Regions from separate parts of the Pan paniscus genome. Here region 1 is linked to region 2. The links are chromatin contacts, called in public Hi-C maps. All regions are on one chromosome and are shown on one strand. The core of a region is the stretch at or near the end of the contact, and the rest is flanking DNA. Distances in the headings are between cores, read along the strand shown.

The links. Hi-C and Micro-C count contacts between places; a contact is called where the count stands out from the background.
Region 1: a Hi-C map of induced pluripotent stem cells shows a contact between it and region 2, with 7 times the contacts expected there. The contact joins two enhancer-like sites. A contact is called at or near these places in 2 of 3 Hi-C or Micro-C datasets (fibroblasts and induced pluripotent stem cells).

Annotation. Positions count from the first base shown.
Region 1 is chr21:43,260,738-43,264,498 of NHGRI_mPanPan1-v2.0_pri, reverse strand. No RefSeq gene overlaps it. Among named protein-coding and RNA genes, the nearest start is that of BLCAP, 7.2 kb to the right of the region's middle. Within about 2 kb of position 2,303, at least 1 of the 2 cell types and tissues checked has open chromatin away from gene starts, as enhancers often do.
Region 2 is chr21:42,993,661-42,997,499 of NHGRI_mPanPan1-v2.0_pri, reverse strand. No RefSeq gene overlaps it. Among named protein-coding and RNA genes, the nearest start is that of GHRH, 9.8 kb to the right of the region's middle. Within about 2 kb of position 2,144, at least 1 of the 2 cell types and tissues checked has open chromatin away from gene starts, as enhancers often do.

The sequences.
Region 1 (3,761 bases), core at 1,054-3,553, 270 kb before region 2:
TGTGACTGAACCTCTGAGAATGAGAAGGGAGCAACTTGGGTCATGGTCATATCACACAGGGTCTTACAGGCCAAGGAGAGGAGCAATGGATTGATTTTGTTACTGGTGGTGAATCCATATGGGTCTGCAGCAACTTCAGTTCTTGCCTCCTCAGAAGACAGAACTCAATCCAGGTGGCATAAGTGAGAAACCAAGGCAAGTTTCCAGAGCAGGAGTGAAAGTTTTGTAACTGCCCAAGGGGTTCACCTTGCCTGCTGCCTAGACAGAACCGATATCAAGACACAGGAATTGAAATTGAGAAAATAATTCACGCGGAGCCAGCTGTGCGGGAGACCGGAGTTTTATTATTACTCAAATCAGTCTCCCCGAGCATTTGGGGAGCAGTTTTTAAGGATAGCTTGATAGGTGGGGGGAAGCCAGTGAGCCAAGAGTGCTGATGGGTCAGAGATGAAATCACAGGGAGTCGGAGCTGTCTTCTTGGGTTCAGTCAGTTCCTGGGTGGGGGCCACACGATCAGATGAGCCAGTTTATTGATTTGAGTGGGGCCAGCTGATCCATCAAGTGCAGGGTCTGCAAAATATCTCAAGCATTGATCTCAAGAGTTCAGAATCTTGAGCCTCCAGCTGCATGACTCCTAAACCATAATTTCTAATCTTGTGGCTAATATTAGTCCTACAAAGGCAATCTAGTCTCCAGGCAAGAAGGAAGTCTGCTTTGGGAAAGGGCTGGTACCATCTTTGTTTAAACTATAAACCATAAACTAAGTTTCTCCCAAAGTTAGTTCGGCCTACACCCAGGAATGAACAAGGACAGCTTGGAGGTTCGAAGCAAGAGTCTGTTAAATTGGATCTCTTTCACTGTCTCAGTCATAATTTTGCAAAGGTGGTTTCAGGTTATTAAAAAGCTTTAGAGCAGGAATGAAAGGAAGTAAAGTACACTTGGAAGGGGGCCAAGCTGGTGACTTGAGAGAGTCAAGTGTGTGGTTTGACCTTTGACTTGGGGTCTTATACGTTGGCATGCTTCTGGAGTTGCGTTACTTCTCCCCTGATTCTTCCCTTGGGGTGGGCTGTCTGCATGCACAGGGGCCTGCCCACACTTGGGACGGGCCGCATGCGCAGTGTGTTTACTGCAGTTGTACACATGCTCACTTGAGGCGTTCTTCCCTTACCATTCGAGTGTTCCTAGAAGACCACATACCACTTAAACCCCACCATTTTGCCTCATAGTGCGCATTCTTGAGCCCACTCACCCAACTCCTGTAATCTTATCAGGAAGCTGCTGATCACCAGTTTCAGGTGTTTCAGTCTACCACCTTTTCTGACGCCAGCTGCAACCAATTACTATTTTAGAGAGACAGTTTTAACAACCACCTGACCATCACCTGATGGTCGCCTGAGAATCCTGGTGGGTGGGGAGGCAGGGGGAAGAGCTCTCCTGCCCTGACCATGTCTGACTATCTACCTACTGAACAATTTAACCCATCAGCAAGTCCTGACAGCCCTGCCTCCAAAGAAAGTCACAAACTAGCCTACTTTCCTATATCACCACTGCCTTCATGCTTAACCAGGCTACCACCACCCAGACCTGCCTCCACCTCCCCACCACCTCCCCACTTCCTCTCTCGCTCTCCAATCCATTTACATCAGCTACAGTGATCTTTTAAAAATGGAAGTCGTGGCCAGGAACGGTGGCTCACGTCTGTAATCCCAGCACTTTGGGAGGCCGAGGTGGGTGGATCACCTGAGGTCAGGAGTTTGAGACCAGCCTGAAGTCTGGCCAACATGGGGAAACCCCGTCTCTACTAAAAAAATACAAAAAATTAGCTGGGCATGGTGGCAGGCACCTATAATCCCAGCTACTCATGAGGTTGAGGCAGTAGAATCGCTTGAACCCGGGAGGTGGAGGTTGCAGTGAGCCGAGATTGCACCATTGCACTCCAGCCTGGGCAACGAGAGCGAGACTCAGTCTCAAAAAAAAAAGCAAGTCAGATCAGATCACTTTCCTCTTTAAAACCTCCCACTGACCCTCCCATTTCTTTAGGAGGATTTAGATGGACTGGAGAGCAAGAGAAGAAGTGGGAAGAGGTGGTGAGGAGGTGGAGGCTGGTGTCTGGGTGGTGGTGGCTTGGTCAAGCATGAAGGCAGTGGTGATATAAGAAGATGGGCTAGGTTGTGACTTATTTTGGAGGCAGGGCTGTCAGGACTTGCTGATTGGTTAAATCAGTCAGCCTAAGCTGTGAACTAAAACAGTTCACACAGCTTTCAGTGTCTGGCACATGGTAAGAGCGTGATATATAGTTATTGCTTGTACTATTAATAGGTTGATGGAAGTTTAGTAAGATCAGGCAGTTCCCCATTTTACCATTAGGTGTCACCACAGACCTGGCTAAAATAGCACACTTGCTTCCCATCTGAGAAAGCCCTGAGAAGTGTGGAACAAAAGGGCCTTAGAGTTGGGAACATTTCCCAAGGTCAGGAAAGTAGGTCAGGGATTTAAACCCAGTTGTCCTGACACCTTAAAAGCCATAGTGGGGAGAGGCCCTCCCTGCCAGGGCTCCCACAGTGCCTCCAGTCCCCAGGATAATTTTACATATTTGTAACAATAGGTAATTAAGGGTACTAACTGTAACCCGTGCTAGTCTTTTATTTTTTGAGATGGAGTTTTGTTCTTGTTGCCCAGGCTGGAATGCAATGGTGTGATCTCTGCTCACTGCAACCTCTGCCTCCTGGATTCAAGTGATTCTCCTGCCTCAGCCTCCCTAGTAGCTGGGATTACAGGCATGCATCACCACACCCGGCTAATTTTTGTATTTTTAGTAGAGACGGGGTTTCACCATATTGGCCAGGCTGGTCTCGAACTCCTGACCTTAGGTAATCCACCTGCTCTGGCCTCCCAAAGTGCTGGGATTACAGGTGTGAGCCACTGCACCCAGCCAACCAGTGTTATTCTAAGCATTTTATAATACAAACTCATTGAATTCCCACAAATGATCACATGAGGTAGAGTCAAATGTGTCCCCATTTCACAGATGGAGAAACTGAGGGAGAGAGAGGTTTATTAACTTGCTCAATGACATACAGCCAGTAAATGTAGAATGGAAATGAACCCTTGCATTCTGGCTGCAGTCTGCGCCATCCTGGAGCTTACTCCATTCTCTGGTCACCTTGGTAATAATGTTTTTTATCCCTTTTAAAATCTTTTGATATCACATAGCTTCCTTAGTGCTTTAACATTTAACTATTGTTCCATTACAGGTAGAATTTCCTGAATATATAAGTATTGGTAAGGAGATAATGTTGATTTTTTTTTAAAGTAATTGTCAAGCAGACTGATGTATAGGAAAGTAAGTATTGTGATTTCACAAAACATTGTTCTATTCATAACATAACCATTTCCTGATTCTTTATCATTTAGCCCCAAATTTGCCATCCAGTCCCAACTGAATTCCATAGACCTGGTTACCAGCTGAATCAGAGACTTGGAGGATACATGACAAAGGGAGGAGCTCGGTCTAGCCTTTCAATCATTCACTTATTCATTCAACAGTTACCGTCTCTTCCTTCCTACCAGACCCAAAATGAACCCTGCCCTCCAAGAGCTCACGATCTCATGGGGGTTAACAGACAGAAAATGCACATGCATTGGCATTGCGTAATTGCCCATCTCTCCAGACTATCTGTAGTGTCTTTTTAGAAAACATCTATATATTCTTTTTTTTTTTTTTTTTTTGAGATAGGGTCTCCCTCTGTCACCCAGGCATT
Region 2 (3,839 bases), core at 895-3,394:
TGTATTTTTCATAGAGATGGGGTTTCACCATGTCGCCGAGGTCGGTCTTGAACTCCTGGCCTCAAGTGATCCACCCACCTCGGCCTCCCAAAGTGCTGGTATTATAGGCATGAGCCATTGCGCCTGGCCAGATGCCCTTTCTCCTGTGGGCTTTCTCCTGAGATCCTGGGGCAGGGCTGGGCTTGGGGATCACACAGTCTTCCCTATCTGGAAACATAGCTGAGAACCCAGGGCAGCAACGGTCAGGGAAAGATGGGAGGAGGCGCAGGTTGAGTGGCCGATGAAAAGGTGGCATGACAAACTTGACCTGACCCTTTCGTAGTCCTGGGATTTCACAGCGAACAAAGCCCCACAGGCGGGGCCTCTGGCGTTGGTAGCAAAACCTGACAACTCCAATGACTGGGGAACAGCGACATCTCCCGGCTGTCTGAGGCCATGGCCCTCCTACCTGATCAGAGTCCCGGGCATTTAGACACCAGGGTGCCTAATGCCTTTAGAATCCTCACAGATTTTAGCCTTTGATTCAATTGGTCCAGAGTGGAGCCTGACATTCTGCATTCCTAACAAGCCCCCAGGTGCTGTCAATACTGCTGGTCTATGGACCACACTTTGATTAGAAAGCTTTAGAGGGCTCAAAGATTTGGTCCCAGGCATCCCAAGGGTCTCAGGAAAGGAGACAATTTTCTGCATATAAAATTATAAAATCACTCAACCACAGGCAAGGCCTGGGAGGGAGGATGCTTCTTGAAGAGATGGCCTCCAAGGGGGCTTTTGAAGTATGGTCATATCTTCACCAGGGAAAGGTTACCCGAGGATCAGCTGGGGACAGCCTCCTATGCAGCAGGCTTGGCACCCGCACCAAATCTACCAACTCAAAAAACAACCTGGTTAGTGTGCCTAATTGACTTGTGGCAGGCCCAAAGATTCCAAGCAAGGTGAATGTTTAAAATACTCACGGGCCAGGTGCAGTGGCTCACACCTGTAATCCCAGCGCTTTGGGAGGCCAAGGCAGGCAAATCACTTGAGGTCAGGAGTTCAAGACCAGCCTGGCCAACATGGTGAAACCCTGTCTCTACTAAAAATACAAAAATTAGCTGGACATGGTGGCTTGTGCCCATAGTCTCAGCTACTTGGGAGGCTGAGGCAGGATAATTGCTTGAACCTGGAAGGCGGAGGTTACAGTGGGCAGAGATCACGCCACTGCACTCCAGCCTGGGTGACAGAACGAGACTGTCTTAAAAAAAAAAAAAATTAGTGCCGGGTGCGGTGGCTCATGCCTGTAATCCCAGCACTTGGGGAGGCTGAGGTGGGTGGATCACCTGAGGTTGGGAGTTCGAGACCAGCCTGGCCAACATGGTGAAATCCCATCTCTACTAAAAACACAAAATTAGTCTGGCATGGTGGTGCATGCCTGCAATCCCAGCTACTGGGGAGGCTGAGGCAAGAGAATCGCTTGAACTCGGGAGGTGGAGGTTGCTGTGAGCTGAGATCATGCCATTGCACTCCAGCCTGGGCAACAAGAGCTAAACTCCATCTCAAAAGAAAAAAAAATTAAAATACTCGTGGGAGTAACATTTCCAAGGAACCCAGAGTTGCTTCATTGATTTGCTAAGTACAATCAACCTCATCTCTTCATTAAAAGAGCTCTTCTAATGACTTTCCCAGATGCAGACTTTTTGAGAAAGAAATGAAGCTCTGAGCTGCCATCCAATCACAGGCCCTTCTGTTTGGGTAGGACCCTGTGAAGCAGGGGAAAGGACCACATCATCTCCATTTTACAGAAGAGGAAACTGACACTCAGGGAGGTTAAGTGACTTTGCCTGAAGCCACCTAGCAAGCCCACACCACTTAAACCTGGTATCCTCTGACACAGTACCCGGGAGCACTCAGACACCTGCTGCTGCTGATGCCACAAAAACAGGCCTAGAAGGGCAAGTGGGGAGGGTCAAGAGAATCTGGGAGTCTGGGGTCCAGGCCTCTGGATCCTTGCACAGTGGCCTTGGACTGGGAACACTGCCATCAACCAGGGAGGGGGATGAAAGCAGCTTTTACAAAGCAGGGTCTGAGGTCCTCAGACAGGCCCCCTTTGTGGACTTCCTTTCCCTCCCCACCCCCATGCCGGCTGCCAGTAGCATCGCCCTCATTGAATGGCTGGCTTGCACACACTGGAAATTTGCAACACAAATGCACGGCTTGTCTCCCTCTCCACAGAGCCTCACTGCCCCAGACTTTTGGGGCCTTTTAAAATCTGCCTTTCTCTGGGGTACTTTCTTTCTTCAGCTCAAGCCCCCAGCCCTAGATGCAGCCACAATCACTAATTAACGCTGGGTTAAAACACGTCCTGGGAAAGTGAGCTGGGCGGCCACCGAGGCATTCTCATCATCACTCGGAGGACAAGGACAAGGCGGTGGTGGGAATCGGTGGAAGGGGCTGGGTTTTCATTCTCCGGGTTCTTTCTGGCTCCCCATCCTCCCCCACCCCCCGCCCCACTATGCTCTTTCTCAGTGGGTTTGAGAATTTACTGCAAATAAAGCCTGTCACCAAGATGGCTCCCAGCCTTCCCCGCCACCAGGCTGCCACCAAGCTGCCCGTTTTTTCAGAGCTCAGCTCTGAAAAACTACAATAACTGCTACCATTTGCCAAGACACTTACATATCAGACACCAACATGCATATTTCTTTTTCTTTCTTTCTTTTTGTGGAGACGGGGGTCTCACTGTGTTGCCCAAGCTGGTCTCGAACTCCTGGGCTCAAGCAACCTGCCTGCCTCTGCCTCCCAGTGTTGGGATTACAGGTGTGAGCCACCGCATCCGGCCAAGCATATTTCTGGTTCTCACAACAACCTGGAGTGGTAGTTCTTATCACCTCCATTGTACAGATGTAGTAACTGAGGCTCAGAGAGATTAAGGGATTGACCTTGCCTAGAATCTCACATGGGGCAAATGGCAGAGTTGGTTTCAAATCCAAATCCATTTGCCCCCTAAACCTGTGCTCCCATTTTAAGCTTCTCCCTACTCCTGTCTGATGATGAACTCCTGGGTTTACATGACTTCTCCCTTCTCTCGATTCTTGGAACATTTACACTGATACTGTGTCCCTCTCTGCATTTATACTGATACTGTGTCCCTCTCTGGATCTACCTGCCCAGGGTAATGATTCAGCTTCCTCCTGTAGCTCTTTGAAGACAAGCACTGTGTCCAAACACTCTGCGTTCCTCATAGCACCCAGAAGATGCTATGCAGAGGGGAGAGAGCCACCCCACTCCCCTAACTGCAGAAAAGGGACCAAGCACCTCGGAGATGGACAGCTAATCCAGCAAGCTCTACGTGGGCCTAATTAGTTGCTTAAGAGGGGTTTGTGGGATGAGGAAATAAATGCTCATTTAAGAAATTCGGGGGCAGACCCCCATCGCTGCTGGGGGGAAAGTCAATGGTACAGCCATTGTGGAAAAGACTGGCAGTTTCTTAAAAAGCTAAACCCTCATTATATGACCCAGTGATTCCCCTCCTAGGTACCCACCCAAGATTAATGAAAACATGTTCACACAAGGTCTCCTACTGAAATATTCATAGCAGTTCAGGCAGGGTGACTCACACCTGTAATCTCAACACTTTGGGAGGCCGAGGTGGGAGGATCACTTGGACCCAAGAGTTTGATAGAGAGAGACCCTGGGCAATATAGAGAGACCCCATTGCTACAAAAAAATTTTTTTAAATTAGCTGGGCGCAGCGGATCACGCCTGTGGTCCCAGCTACTCAGGAGGCTGAGGTGGGAGGATCACTTGAGCACAGGAAGTCAAGGCTGCAGCGAGCTGAGATTGTGCCACTGCACTCCAGCCTA